Regions from separate parts of the Capra hircus genome. Here region 1 is linked to region 2. The links are chromatin contacts, called in public Hi-C maps. All regions are on one chromosome and are shown on one strand. Each heading gives the region's core, a stretch centred on a gene start, on an enhancer-like site or on the middle of the called end of the contact. The rest is flanking DNA. Distances are from core to core; before and after follow the strand shown.

Region 1 (6,570 bases), core at 4,008-6,507, 87 kb after region 2:
AGGTGAAGGTCACGTTCTCAAAGTCCACCCGGCCCTCCAGGTGGTCAGGGGCCAAGCTCCCGTCGTGCACCATGGTCGGCTGCCGGTCAATGAACTCAAACACCTTCTCGGCGGCCCCTACTCCTTGCATCAGGCCGCTGTAGACGGAGCCCACGGACTGTGCGGGGAGGAGAAACATGTTCCTGACCCATTGACACCCCAATCCTAGGTTCCCTCTCCATGGTGCCAGAGGGATGAAGGGAGTGCAGAGAGAGCAAGAACACAGCAGCAGGTCTGACGGGGTTGGAGGGGGGGGGGCGCGGGGGAGGGGCACGGTCACAGGAGGCTGTCAGAGCCCCACCGGCTGGTACAGCAGACCAGGACGAGGATGCAAAAAATGAAGACAGTGATAAAAAAATACTGATGCTTTATGTGTTACAGCTCATAAACCTCATCACTGTCCAGCAGGGTAGGCGTTATCACCCTCCAGAAGAAGAAATGAAATTGCAGAGAAGCCAGAATGTAGCAGAACAGGAATTGGACCTGCCCTTTTCAGCTGCCGCAGAATTTTTAAATTTCGATGATAAAAACGGCCCTAAATTTATACTATACATTTCCTTGGGTAAAAATATACACAAGTACAAATGTGAATAATGACTCATTTTACTGAGTGCATATATGTCTTATGAGGTAGCTGCTATCATTAGCTCCTCTGTGATGATAAGGAAACCGAGGCACAGAGTGCTCAAGTAACTTCCCCCAGGCCACACAGATGGAGAAGCGGCAGAACCAGGATTCGAACCCCGGCGTCTGGCTCCCGAGTTCAGGCCCTTATGATCTGTGACTGAGGGTCCTGGTTGATGAAATGGGGGTAATATTAGTGCCTGTATTATGGTTCTGTGAAGACAGTACTCAGCACATAGGAAGCCCTCAATACCCCACAGCTGTTAACATCCACATATAATTACTCATATTAAGACACAAGTGCTGTGTAGACACTGTTCTCTATCCCTCATCCCAGAGGTGGTCCCGGTTATCAGGGTACTGTGTCTTTCAAGTCCTTTCTCTGTGCTTTTACAAACACATGCAAGTACATAATTAAATAATTTTGAGACGAAAGAAAACCATGAGATCAGCCCATCCCTATGACTCAGAGATTAGCTTTTGCACTAATTCTGTGTCTTGGGGTTCTCTGCACCAGTGCACACCGCTCTGCCTCGCTCCTGTGGCTGCTGCCTAGTTTTCGTAGCACAGACGGACTGTTTCCAGCATACGGATATACCGTATTGCCCAATCACTGGTTGACAAGCATTCAGCTTTTCACTGTTATAAACTATGCCACACTGGACATCCTGGGACACATGTCTCTGCCCACTGCTGCGGATGTTTCGGAAGCATGGCTTCCTTGATGCTGATTCAGATGACACTGTGAGTCTGACTGGAGCTAAGGCAAAGTACCGTCTGCGGAAGACACTAACCCGCCCCTGACCCCCACAGCTTTACCACTGCAGGACACACAGGCTCCACCTTAGTGCTGGAGGGCTTTGTGGGAGGGGGGGTGGGGTCAGACCAGAGAGCTAACACCCTCACTCTGTGCATCCTCTGGAAGTGACTGATGGCAATTTAGGCACAAGCTCCCCAGCTCCCTCATCTCAGGGCCTGCTGGAGGGAGAAGCCAAATTAAGAGTTAATCTACAAGGACTTCCCTGCTGCCCCAGTGGCTAAGGCTTCAGGCTCCCAAAGTGGGGGGCCCGGGTTCGATCCCTGATCCAGGAATTAGATCCTGCATGACGCAACTAAGACCAGGCACAGCCAAATAGATTTTAAAATAAAATTGAAATACTGTATGTGTATATATATACACATGTATATACATATATATAAGACATAATCCATTTAAAAAACCAACCCACTCTTCTTTTTCCATAGAGCTGCTCTTTAAAGTGGGTTAAAATAAAGTCAGACCATCTGGCTTCAAACTGGGAACCCCTACAAACATGGGGGGCAGGTCACTGAACCACTCTGAGCCTCAGCTTCTTTTTCTGGGAAATGGGGACCCAGGGAGCACTGGACCTTGTACAGGTGCTTAGGGGCATCTTCTGAAATAATCTCTGTTGCTGCCACTCTGCTCCGCAAAATTGCTGTCACAGGTTAGTGTTAGTCTCCTTGTTGGTATTATCATGTCCTTTAGAAAGAAATGCCACCTCCTGTGGACCCTGGAGAACCCCATTCAGATCCCTCCCCCTTACCTCTCCCTCCTCCCCAGGACCGCCCCCCCCCTCCCCCAGCCAGCCCCTCACCTCCATACAGTCTCCCAGGACAAACTCATAGATGATGAAGGAGATGAGGTTGCCACTGGTCATCTGCCCCGAGATGACGAGGTGGCCCCCGTAGTAGAGGATGCTGACCTGGACCACAAGCAGTGTGAGCTGCAGGGCAGACGGAAAGCGGAGTCTGACTCTCGGGGGCCCTTGACTTAGATCCACAACCCCATTCCCTCTGTCTCCCCGCCCCACAGGCTGCAGGGGAGGTGAGAGCAGCCGTGGACTCTGCACGCACAGTCACAAACTGCAAGTCCAGCCAGTGGCAGGGACGGCCTCCCACGAGCTGGTGCCCCTCTGTCACTCACACCCTCCCCACCCCTACCAGGGAGTTTTTCCCTGCAAAGGCCCCCTGCTGGAACAGGCCATGAGCCTGGTCGGGAACAAGGCTTTCTTTGTCAGGCTCTGGCATACACACCAAGCGCCTCAGCGAGGCCAAACTGGAGCTATTCGTCTCCTCCTTATTGGGAAGAGCATGGTTCAGAGAGGCTGAGTCTTCTGGCTAAGGTCACACAGCAAGCCAGGCCAAGCAGATGAGGTCAGTATTACCAGGAAGGAGGGGCTGTGTCTGGGGTGTGCTTGCCTCCCGCCCCCTCTGGTGCCCGGAGAGTGTCTGCGAGAGGAGTGGAACCTGCATACCCATGACACAACCCAGTCGGGGTCCCTATCTGCCCCTCCTCATTCCAAGCCAGCGATGCTGGGTCGGAACTAGACCCATAGCTGGACCACAGTGCCTTGGCACAAGCAGCAAGAGGCACCCTTGCTGGTGGGCAGACTGCCAGGAGACTTGGCTAGCTGGATTTTAGGCCTTTCTCCCCTCTGGCTGGGCACTTTTGAGGAGGGGTTACCCTGGGTGGGGGGAGGTCCCAGAAGGTCCTTATCCCCTTCTTGTCTGTAGATCACCGGCTCCTTCCTTGCCCTTAAATCCCAAACCCTCCTCATGCCTACCCCAGCTCTTCCCCGACAGCCCACCCTCGGGCGTGGCCAGCACACAGTGACAGGCCCCACGTGCTTCTTCTCCAGGAGGGGCTGGAACGTGTCCCCAGGGAGTGAGCCGGACGCTCTAGGACCTGCCGGGAATCTGCTCAGGTCGCATCCCCAGGTGGCCTCGGGGTGACTCCCCATCTTGGCAGGGGTGTCTTCCCAACAGGGAAAAGAAAGTTCCTGCCTGGCCACCCCACACCCAGGTGAGAGGTAAGAAGGAGTGTCCTGGGGGGACATTCACAGGAATCTACGTTTCTTTCCAGAAAGATCCTCTGAGGACAAGCAGAAAGTCAGGACAAAGTCAAGTGTCACACCAGCATGCAGGGACCTGGGCCAATGTACTGACTAAGGGGTCCTCCATCTTTGTGTCAGACCTGCCCGGGCTGGGGGCACATACCCCGCTGCCCCAGACGTAGTACATGTAGGCCGCAGCTTCCTTCCTGTTCAGCTTGTACACCTGCTGCAGCTTCCGCGAGTACACCTCCGCCTCCTCCTCCTCGTTGGCAAAGCTCCGCACTGTCTTCATGGCGCTGATGGTCTCCTCGGCCGTGCTGCTGGCTCTGGCCAGAGCACTCTGGACCTCTTTGGAGAGCCTCTATGGGTGGGAGCGGGGACAAAGAGGAGGAGACCTCGAAACAGATAGGCTCACCCTCTGCCCGAGCCCCAGGTCTCTCTGGGGCTTTCTGTCTTTAGTTGGTGTCAGATCTATGCAGGGAGTTCCAGGGACAAGGGGATGAGACCTAGCTCCCCTTCCTCCCCCATCTCCTCCTAGCGTGATTTGCTGAGCTCAGACAACAGACTCCAGCTGGGATTTGGGGGTGAGCTCCTGAGGCTCTATCTCCCGAGGGATGGGCCACTGATCGTGAAGTTATCTCTGTCTAGTATTCAGAGAAAGTTATGCATGACCATGCATAACCTTCTCAGAAAACGAGTCTCGATTTCTGATCCTGAGCTGGCATAAGAGCAGGGATGCTCTGGATGGTTGTTCAGGTTGTATACTGCACAAGAAACACTACCTATTAAGGCGGCACCATTTACATCCAGCAACATACATTAAATTATGTGAGAGACTGAAATCTAGCACAGAGATTCCAGAACTCTTAGCTGAGTTCTAGATGGTGGTGGAGGCCACGGGCTGTGAAATCTGCCCACATCGTGTGCTTATAACTGGGGATGGATGGCTGAGAAGTGGTTCCAAGAACATGACCATCGGACTGCTGCCCACAGAGTTCCGGAAGCAGTCCCTGGGCCTCGCTACGCAGGCTTTGCGACAGTTACCACACTCAGAACTTTACACCAGCCAGGAAGGCTGCCCAGGAAGGCTGCCCAGGAGGCTCCTACATTGGCATGTCTCATGACCTGCGAGTCACGCCCAGGCCATCGGAAGCACGCAGTGTACTCAGGCTCAGGCACCCTGGGAGGAGCCACACTGCCTTGAGTCATGTCTGGCTGCGGACGATGTGTGTGGCTTGTGGTGATGACTCAGTGATGGTACCCTATACATGGGGTACAGGTACGAGACCTAAATAGGGCTTGCTTGAGGCCGCACCCTTGATCCTGAAGGTGGAGCCTGAGGTGTGCACAGAGGCAGGGCTGATGTGATGCGGGGCGCTCCAGGGCTTCCTGGCCCCTCCCAGGGGCTGGCAGGAAGGCAGGAAGGGTGGGGTGGAAGGGAAACTGCTCTGACTCTAACTCATATATTTACTTTCTCTCCTCAGGGACAAAAACAGCAAGGCCAGTGGTCCAGACCTCCGGGGGAGAGGGCCCTCCTGGGTGACTGGGCTCTGCAGGAGGGTGACATAGTGGGCTGTGGGGAATGGATTCATTTAGGCGCTGGCCTTAGGTCATGGGCACTAAGAGTCCTGACCAAGTGGGGACCTCAGGGTCCAAGTGCCCTGCTCAGGAGCGCCCCTGTCCCCCTCAGGCCTGGATCACTGGGGAAGGGGCTGCCTGCACCTGCCTGCACCCACCCTGGGGCCCTGAGAGCTCAGAGGCACCCACCACTGTGGGAACCAGGAGGAAGGTGAGGCAGGGGCTTCGCTTACAGGCTGATCCTTCTGACAGCAGCACTGGGGGCAGCCGGAGGGGACTACTGCTTGCCCACCATTGCATCTTGGGTGAGGGCCTTGATCATGGGGGCCTGGGTGCCTCCACCCCCCGCCCCTACCTTGAACATACACTCTAGAGAAAGAGAGCAAACTTTGCACTCAGAGTGAAACCCAAACTTCCCACAAAGGCATATACCATCTAACCCCCCATCACCTCCCGGCTCTCTCCTCACTTCTGGTTCCGGCCTCACCAGCCTTCCTGAGGCTCCTCAAACAGGCCAGTCACGGTCCCACCTCAGGGCCTTTGCACTGGCTGTGCCCTCTGCTTGGAACGAGCTTCCCCAATATGTCCACCTCTTTACTCAAAGGCCACCTTCTCAGAAAGACCAATTTAAAATTGCAGCCTGGGACTTCCGTGGCGGTCCAGCGGTTAAGGATCCACTTGCCAATGCAGGGGACACAGATTCCATCCGTTGTCCAGGAAGATCCCACATGGCTTGCAGCAGCTAAGCCTGTGTACCACAATTACTGAGCCTGCACCCCAGAGCCTGTGCATCAAGAGGAGCCACCGCAACGAGAAGCCCGTACACCACAACCAGAAAGTAGTCCCTGCTCACCGCAGTGAGAGAAAGCCCAAGCACAGCAGTGAAGGTGCAGAGCAGCCAAAAACAAAACAAATAAAAAGTTTAAAAAAGGGTAGCGAAAGAAAGACACAACTCTAAAAATAAAACAAAACTGCAACCAACCCCAATGCTCTCTATTATGCTATTTCTTTTCATTTATCTCCTTATCTCCTCCAACTTTTATTGTATTATATCTCTAGTCGTTAAGTCGTGTCCGACTCTTGTGACCCCATGGACTGCCAAGGGGCAGCCTGGCAGGCTCCTCTGTCCATGGGATTCTCCAGGCAAGAATACTGGAGTGGGTTGCCATTTCCTCCTCCAGGGGATCTTCCCGACCCAGGAATTGAACCCGGGTCTCCTGCATTGCAGGTAGATTCTTTACCGACTGAGCTATGACTGTGTTATATATTTCCATCATTGTCATTGTTGCTATTTATCGGCTGGCTCTATTAGAATATAAGCTCCATGGGGACAGGGGTCCTGTCTGATTATCGAATGAGTGAACGCAAACTCAGTTTTAAGACAAGTCCCTCATTAGCCCCCAGTGGCCCTCTGAGCCCATCCTAAGGGGTCATTTGAGAGCTGCTGGTGGGGAGACCCCAGTGGGGATCAGGC
Region 2 (6,919 bases), core at 2,261-4,760:
GCCCTGGCCCTCCGTCTGCTGCCCTCCCACCCCCGCGAGCACCCCCGAGTCACGTCCTTTGAAATGAGTGAGGGACTGTCCCCGAGTCTGGGTCCCTCAGCTCTGGGCTGGTTGCCCGTCCTGCCTGCTGCCCTCTCCCTCCGCCCCGCCTCGAGGGAGCGAGTGTCACCCCCTGCCACCAGCCCCATCGCCCGGAAGGCGCCGGCTCCTTCATCCTTCCCCCTTTGTCCCCACCTCGGGGCAGGTGCTGCACGACTGCCAGCGGTACCGGAGCAACATTCGGGAGATTGGAGACCTGTGGGTAGGTGCGGGGAGTGGACGCGGGGGCCTGGGGGCACGTGGGGCCCGGGGAACAGAGCCCCGGTGGTGGTGTCCTCCTCCCAGCAGAGTCAGAGCCATGTTCTCAGGCGCCACGGTGGGGGAGGAGAGAGTCAGTGCCTGAGCCTGAGCCTTGCTCTTAAGACCTGGCACAGGAAGCCCCAACACACCGCTGATGGGCCCTCCAGCTCCAGAATTCAGCCCTTCAGTCCCTGGAGGTAGAGTGCCCCTTGCTGAGTCCAGGTGAGGGGTGCAGACTCTGGGCCCCGCAGGACCATCGGCAGCTGTTGAATCTTGGGAATCTGCGTGTTCAGCAGGCTCCCCAAAGATTCTCATCCACAGTTAGGTCTCAGAGCCCCCAGGACCATGTGTTCTATCTAGGTCTGCTCCACAATCAGGAATCAGGCATGTCCCCCAGGCAGAGAGAGGGCCCCTGGCCTTATTTGTCCTCCAGGAGCATGGCTGGGGCTGCATCAGCCATGCGGGGGGCCAGGCAGCCCTCTGGAACTGACCAACCTGCAGTGGGGCGGCCCCTAGAAGGAAAACAGGGTCCCTGGTGCCATCTGCAGACGTGGGCCCAGCTGCTGTGGCCACGGGGGACGTGGTGCTGGGAGGCGGCGGCGGGGAGGGTGTGTGTACACACCCATCGGAATGTAGCTCCCTGGCTGCCACCAGCATTTTAATAAAGTGTCCCGGCTCAGAACTGGCCTCTTGCCTGGACAAAGAGCTCTTTTGTCACAAGAGTCTCTCTGGCAAGACCGATAAGGAGAGAGCAATAGGCAGGGAGGGAGCTGGCAGAGAAACTCCTTGGGGAAAGAAGGTCGGCCACCTCTGGTGGGCTGAGCGGTGTTTGTTGAATGAATAAGTGACCAGGTGGGTGCACGCAGGACTGACACTCCACTCGTGGCGTTGCATCTTGCAGCCTCGGCTTCCTTGCTGGGCCCGCGGGGTTCCCGGGCACATCCTCACCCGGGGCTTTCTCCACAGGGCCACTTGCACGACCGATACGGGCAGCTGGTGAATATTTACACCAAACTCTTGCTGACCAAGATCTCCTTTCACCTCAAGGTAGCTTCCTCAGGAGAGTCTGGGGCTTTTCCCCCTGCTCCACCACCGTGACATTGAGGAGGATGGGGTCTGTCCTGTCCCCGCCTGTCCCTGGGGGACACTCCGTACAGACGGCAGGGAAGTCAGAAGGCCCAGGGGCGGTTCCCAACGTGGGGCTCCGGCTGGACCTCCCATCCTCTCCGCCTCTGTGTCCGCAAGCAGTGCCCGGGGCAGGTGGTGGCTCCACAGGCTGGGGTCGGGGGGCTGCTTCTCCGGCCCCTTCCCTCCCTCAAAGACTGGAAGCTGCATTGGGCCAGAGCCGAGGGGGGCTGAGGTTGCGTGGGGGTGTCCTCTCCACAGCACCCGCAGTTCCCTGCAGGCCTGGAGGTGACAGACGAGGTGCTGGAGAAGGCGGCTGGGACCGACATCAACAACATGTGAGTCCCCTGGCTCCCTGGGGTGGGGGTCGTGCCCTGTCCCGGGGCCGAAGGTCATGTGTGCCCAGGAGATGAGGCTGAAGCTAAAGGGATGGGCTCACGCAGAACTGGGTGTTTCGGCTGAAGGACCACCATCTGGGTATCCATGCGAGGGTGTGGCCACAAGCATCCCTCCCGCCTGGGGGGCTGGGGGCGCGCCCCGCATCCCTCCCACCCAGCTCTTCCTCCTTCCCCTGTAGCTTCCAGCTCACCGTGGAGATGTTCGATTACATGGACTGCGAGCTGAAGCTCTCTGAATCAGGTGAGCTGCCGGGGGGACCTCAGGCGTGTAGTCCTTGGTCATGGGGCCTCCAGGTGCCCCCAAAGCACAGGGAGGAGAGGCCATTTCACCCCTGCAGGATGCCAGGCCCCCGGTGGGCATGTCCAGGGCATGGTCTGGCAGAAGGAGCCCCACTCTGTTGGCCCCGAGGTAGGAGAGGGGAGGGAAGGGTGGGGGGACCCCAGGAGCCATGTCTTCAGGTTTCCGACCACCTCCTACCCAGGGCAGTTGGTTTGGGACAGTCCCACCCGTTCTCTGCTGTGAAAGGCCTCTGAATCACTTCAGATCTCCCTGCCCAGGAACCCAGCAGCCGTAGGACAGGATATCTCAGCACCGCCGCCCCCTTCCCCCGCCACCAGGGCTGCAGAGGTGATGGTTTTGAGTGGCGGCTTAGAGACAATTTGTGGGTGACTTGGTGCGCTCTATAGGAGAGTGAGAGGCAGATGCCTTTTTAAGGGGAAGCCAGGAGTTAGAAAGAGTGGGTCCGGGCAGCCTCCTGGCACCGGTGTCTGGACCCTGCGGCCAGGTGGTGTGGGGTCGGGGGCAGCTGTCCGGAGGTGTGCCTCTCCCCGAGGGCACCCCCACCCCACGTGCCAGCATCTCCTGGAGAAACAGCATGAGGGGGAATGGGCATTCCCCACCCTGAGCTTTCTAACAGCCCCAAATGGAAACGTCCTAAACACCCCCCAGATGAGAAGTGACTGCATTGTGTTTTAAAACCCCAAATTGTATTTTACGTGTACTTAGATTTTTTTTTTTTACAAGGAAAACATACTTGGCGTGACATGTAACTAAGAATTAAGGTTTAAGTGGGTGTTGTGCCTTCCTCCTCAGCCCTTCCGTCCCGGGCGTCCTCGTATCACCCTGGAGGTTTGCAGGTTGGCCCCACCCCAGGCAAGGCGAGAGCACGCCCGGGTTAGAGGCCACCCGTCTGGAACAGTGTCCCCCATGGGCGGCCCCAGGTGTCACCTACTCATGTCTCTCCCTGCCCCAGAGAGGGCCCTGGCCTGGGGCAGCAGTACGTCTGTCTCTTTCCCTCCTGCTTGGTCCATCGGATGAAAGGATGATTCTCAGGGGCAGGGAAGATTGACCCCGGGTGCAAGTGAGGTTTTGGGGTCCCTTGGGGTTTGCAGGACCACATCCTGAATCTCCTGCTATGAGATTAGCCAAGCACAGGCTGTTCCACATCTGGGCAACCTTAGGTGTCTCAGATTCAGAGTGAGGGGGGAGCCTGTGGGTACAGGACTGTCGAAGTCGCCCGGATCCTCGGGCCTGCTGCCTGGAGGCTCTCAGGAGAAGAGAGTTGCTGGCCGAGCTGAGCTGGGGTTCGTGTGCCCCTGCCTTGATGCCACCTCCATTGGTGGGAGGCTGGGCCTCAGTCTGCAGCCGCTTCAGCGCCTGGGGTCCATCCTCACCTCGAGGAGCGCACCAGTTCCCGAGAGCCTGGGGTCGAGTCCCACTGCCCAGCAGGACTGATGAGGCCAGGAACCCAGGCCATTGCCCTGTCTTCGGGTGACAGCCAGCTGTCCTCACCGTGGTCATCCCTACTCCTGTGACCGGAGTAGGCTCCACACTGGTGTCTGCTGGTCCCCCATTCAGGCTCCTCCCGCCCCTCTTTTCTGCAGTTTTCCGGCAGCTCAACACGGCCATTGCCGTGTCCCAGATGTCCTCAGGCCAGTGCCGCCTGGCCCCCCTCATCCAGGTCATCCAGGACTGCAGCCACCTCTACCACTACACGGTCAAGCTCATGTTCAAGCTGCACTCCTGTGAGTCCCTGTGCCCTCAACCCTGCTGCCTCGGCCCTGAGGGTCAGCCGAAGCCCCAGAGGGCTGTGCGGACAGCCTGTGTTAGGGATGGGAATTGAGCAGTCTTTAAGATGTTCATTTATTATTTATAAATATTTATTTATTATTTATATAATGAGTAATAAGCCCATTTCCCATTAATAGAAATAACATATTTGTTATAGAAAAAAAAATCACTATTTTCCAAAACAAAGATTTAGAAGGGAAAGCTGCAGAGATTTACATGTTTGCAGTTCTCTTGACCGCCTGGCCTCAGTGGCCGCAGTGGAGCTTCTCCTGTGCTGCTGGGGAGGACCAGGGGGGGGTCCTGTGGTGGTTCTTTAGTGTTCAGAAGGGTCTGTGCGCTGTTCCACCGTCAGCCGTGGGCAGGCTCCAGTCCTGACGCACCGGCAGAGCCTGGCGGGCAGTGGGCTGTGGTTGAGGTTCCGCCCATCCTTCGCTCACTCAGTTGAAAGCCTGACCCCCTCACAAAGGGTCCTCCTGATGGTGGGTGGGAGCCAACCAGGTGGCAGGAGGTCTTGTCTCTAGTCTCCGATGGTTTCTAGAAGGGGGAGGAGCAAGGATGGGGCCGGAAGGGAACCCTTTGAAGTCTCAGAACGGTGAGCAGAGACGAAGCCCCCTTCAACCTTGCTGCCCCCAGGTCTCCCAGCGGACACCCTGCAAGGTCACAGGGACCGGTTCCACGAGCAGTTTCACAGGTACCGGCCCGGGCGGGGTTGAGGATGGCAAGAACGGGACTCCTCGGCTCTGGCCACGGCGCGCCGGGGCTGCGGGCCGGGTCCTGGCTCCTGACCTCCCGCCTCCCTCCCTCCCGCAGCCTCAGGAACTTCTTCCGCAGAGCCTCGGACATGCTCTACTTCAAGCGGCTGATCCAGATCCCCCGGCTGCCCGAGGTACCTGCGCCCTCCAGTGGCCGCCGCCGGGGCTGCAGCCCTCCCTGTCCCTGCGCTGGGGTTGGCGGGGGTGGGGGTGGGGGGGACGTGTGGCTGGGGGGTCGGCAGAGGGAGGGGCTTCCTGGTTGTTGGGGCGGGGAGCGCCCCGAAGCTTTAACCCACTGCCTCTGCAGGGACCCCCCAACTTCCTGCGGGCCTCGGCCCTGGCCGAGCACATCAAGCCGGTAGTAGTGATCCCCGAGGAGGCCCCTGAGGACGAAGAACCTGAGAACCTCATTGAGATCAGCACGGGGCCCCCGGCGGGGGAGCCAGTGGTGAGCGGCGCCCCCTCCCTTCCTCCTCCCTCGGTCCCCTGGGGGAGCCGGGCGGAACTCACCGAGCAAGCATTGTTGCCCGTGGCAGGTGGTGGCGGACCTCTTCGAACAGACCTTTGGACCCCCCAACGGCTCCGTGAAGGATGACAGGTGAGGGCCTGGGGAGCCCAGTGCAGTGCGGGGCGGTGGGGATGGGGACCAGCAGCCTTCAGGGAGCTGTGATCCTGAAAGACCACGGGTGGGGGACACAAGCAGGAGATGCCCAAATCCACTGAAGATAAGACCGGTGGCTGTGCCTCAGTTCCCCGAGGGCCCTGGGTGACTGAGCTTGAGCGTCAGGGCCCGCTGACCTCTGTCCCCAGGGACCTCCAGATCGAGGCCTTGAAGCGAGAGGTGGAGATGCTTCGCAGCGAGCTGGACAAGATCAAGCTAGAGGTGAGGGGCGCGGGCGGTGGGGCTGGGCCCAGGGCTGGCCGGCCTGCGGGCCCCACACCCACACCCGCGCCGCTCCTGCCTCCCAGGCCCAGCGGTTCATCGCGCAGCTGAAGGGCCAGGTCAACGCACTGGAGGCCGAGCTGGAGGAGCAGCGGAAGCAGAAGCAGAAGGCCCTGGTGGACAACGAGCAGCTCCGCCATGAGCTGGCCCAGTTGCGCGCCGCCCAAGTGGAGGGCGAGCGGAACCAGGGGCTGCGCGAAGAGGCCGAGAGTATGTGGGCAGGGCTAGGTGTAGGGCAGTGGGGGGAGCTGTTCCCGAGTTGGGGCGGTCATGGCCACGGCCTCTTCCGTCCCCACAGAGAAGGCCAGCGCTACGGAAGCCCGCTACAACAAGCTGAAGGAAAAGCACAGCGAGCTCATCAACACGCACGCGGAGCTGCTGAGGAAGGTGGGCCCCTACTCGGAGGGGCGGGAGGGGAGCCCGAGCATGGCGGAGCCCGAACCAAACCCCTCCGGTCTGTCCGTGCAGAACGCGGACACAGCCAAGCAGCTGACCGTGACGCAGCAGAGCCAGGAGGAGGTGGCGCGGGTGAAGGAGCAGCTGGCCTTCCAGGTGGAGCAGGTGAAGCGGGAGTCAGAGATGAAGGTACGTTTTGGAGCCCCCACCCCCACCCCCACCCCCACCCCCACCATGCCCAGAGCACCCCCCACCATGCCCAGAGCACGCCCCTCTCCACTGCCCCCTGTAACATCCTGTCCCACCGCGTCCAGCTGGAAGAGCAGAGTGACCAGCTGGAGAAGCTCAAGAGGGAGCTGGAGGCCAAGGCAAGAGAACTGGTGCATGTGCAGGAGGCGCTGAGCCGCACGGAGCAGGTGTGGGGCCTCCCTGGCTGGGGGCACAGGGTTGGTTCAGAGGGGCCCTTGGTTTGGGGTGCAGCTGGGACCAGCACCAGGGGACACTCGGGAAGCGGGATCTGGCCCTTGCTTGGCTCTCAGTCCCTCCTCCCCAGTCTCGTGGGCCCCTAGCAACTGTCTGTGAATTCAGGTGGGGATAGGGCAGGCAGGCATCTGGAAGCCCACTCACACGCCGGGTGTTCACAGAGCGGGTCGGAGCTGAGCTCCAGGCTGGATGCACTGAGTGCGGACAGGGACGAGCTGAGCAGGGTTGTGCGGCAGCGCGAGGCCGACCTGCTGGCGGCCCAGAGTCTGGCTCGGGAGAAGGAGGAGGCGCTGAGCCAGGAGCAGCAGCGCAGCTCCCGGGAGAGGGACGAGCTGCAGGGGCGGCTGGCGGACAAGGTAGGAGAAGGTAGCGGGGCTCGCCCTCCCTGTGTGATAGCTGCGTGGGGACAGGA

The links. A called contact is a pair of places that touch in the nucleus more often than the background predicts.
Region 1: a contact with region 2 is called in a Hi-C map of blood, with 5 times the contacts expected there. The contact joins two enhancer-like sites. A contact is called at or near these places in 3 of 5 Hi-C or Micro-C datasets (all in blood).

Annotation. Positions count from the first base shown.
Region 1 is chr17:18,625,389-18,631,958 of ARS1.2, forward strand. It overlaps ABCB9 (ATP-binding cassette sub-family B member 9), which reads right to left. Exons shown (of 12, transcript XM_018061336.1): 6 at 3,682-3,879; 7 at 2,280-2,408; 8 at 1-157. Among named protein-coding and RNA genes, the nearest start is that of ABCB9, 17 kb to the right of the region's middle. Within about 2 kb of position 5,258, at least 3 of the 5 cell types and tissues checked have an H3K27ac peak or open chromatin away from gene starts, as enhancers often do.
Region 2 is chr17:18,540,546-18,547,464 of ARS1.2, forward strand. HIP1R (huntingtin-interacting protein 1-related protein) reads left to right here. Exons shown (of 32, transcript XM_018061333.1): 4 at 245-301; 5 at 1,306-1,386; 6 at 1,726-1,802; 7 at 2,042-2,103; 8 at 3,747-3,887; 9 at 4,567-4,624; 10 at 4,744-4,819; 11 at 4,993-5,133; 12 at 5,222-5,283; 13 at 5,496-5,568; 14 at 5,655-5,838; 15 at 5,927-6,015; 16 at 6,097-6,213; 17 at 6,339-6,440; 1 more. Among named protein-coding and RNA genes, the nearest start is that of HIP1R, 19 kb to the left of the region's middle. Within about 2 kb of position 3,511, at least 1 of the 5 cell types and tissues checked has an H3K27ac peak or open chromatin away from gene starts, as enhancers often do.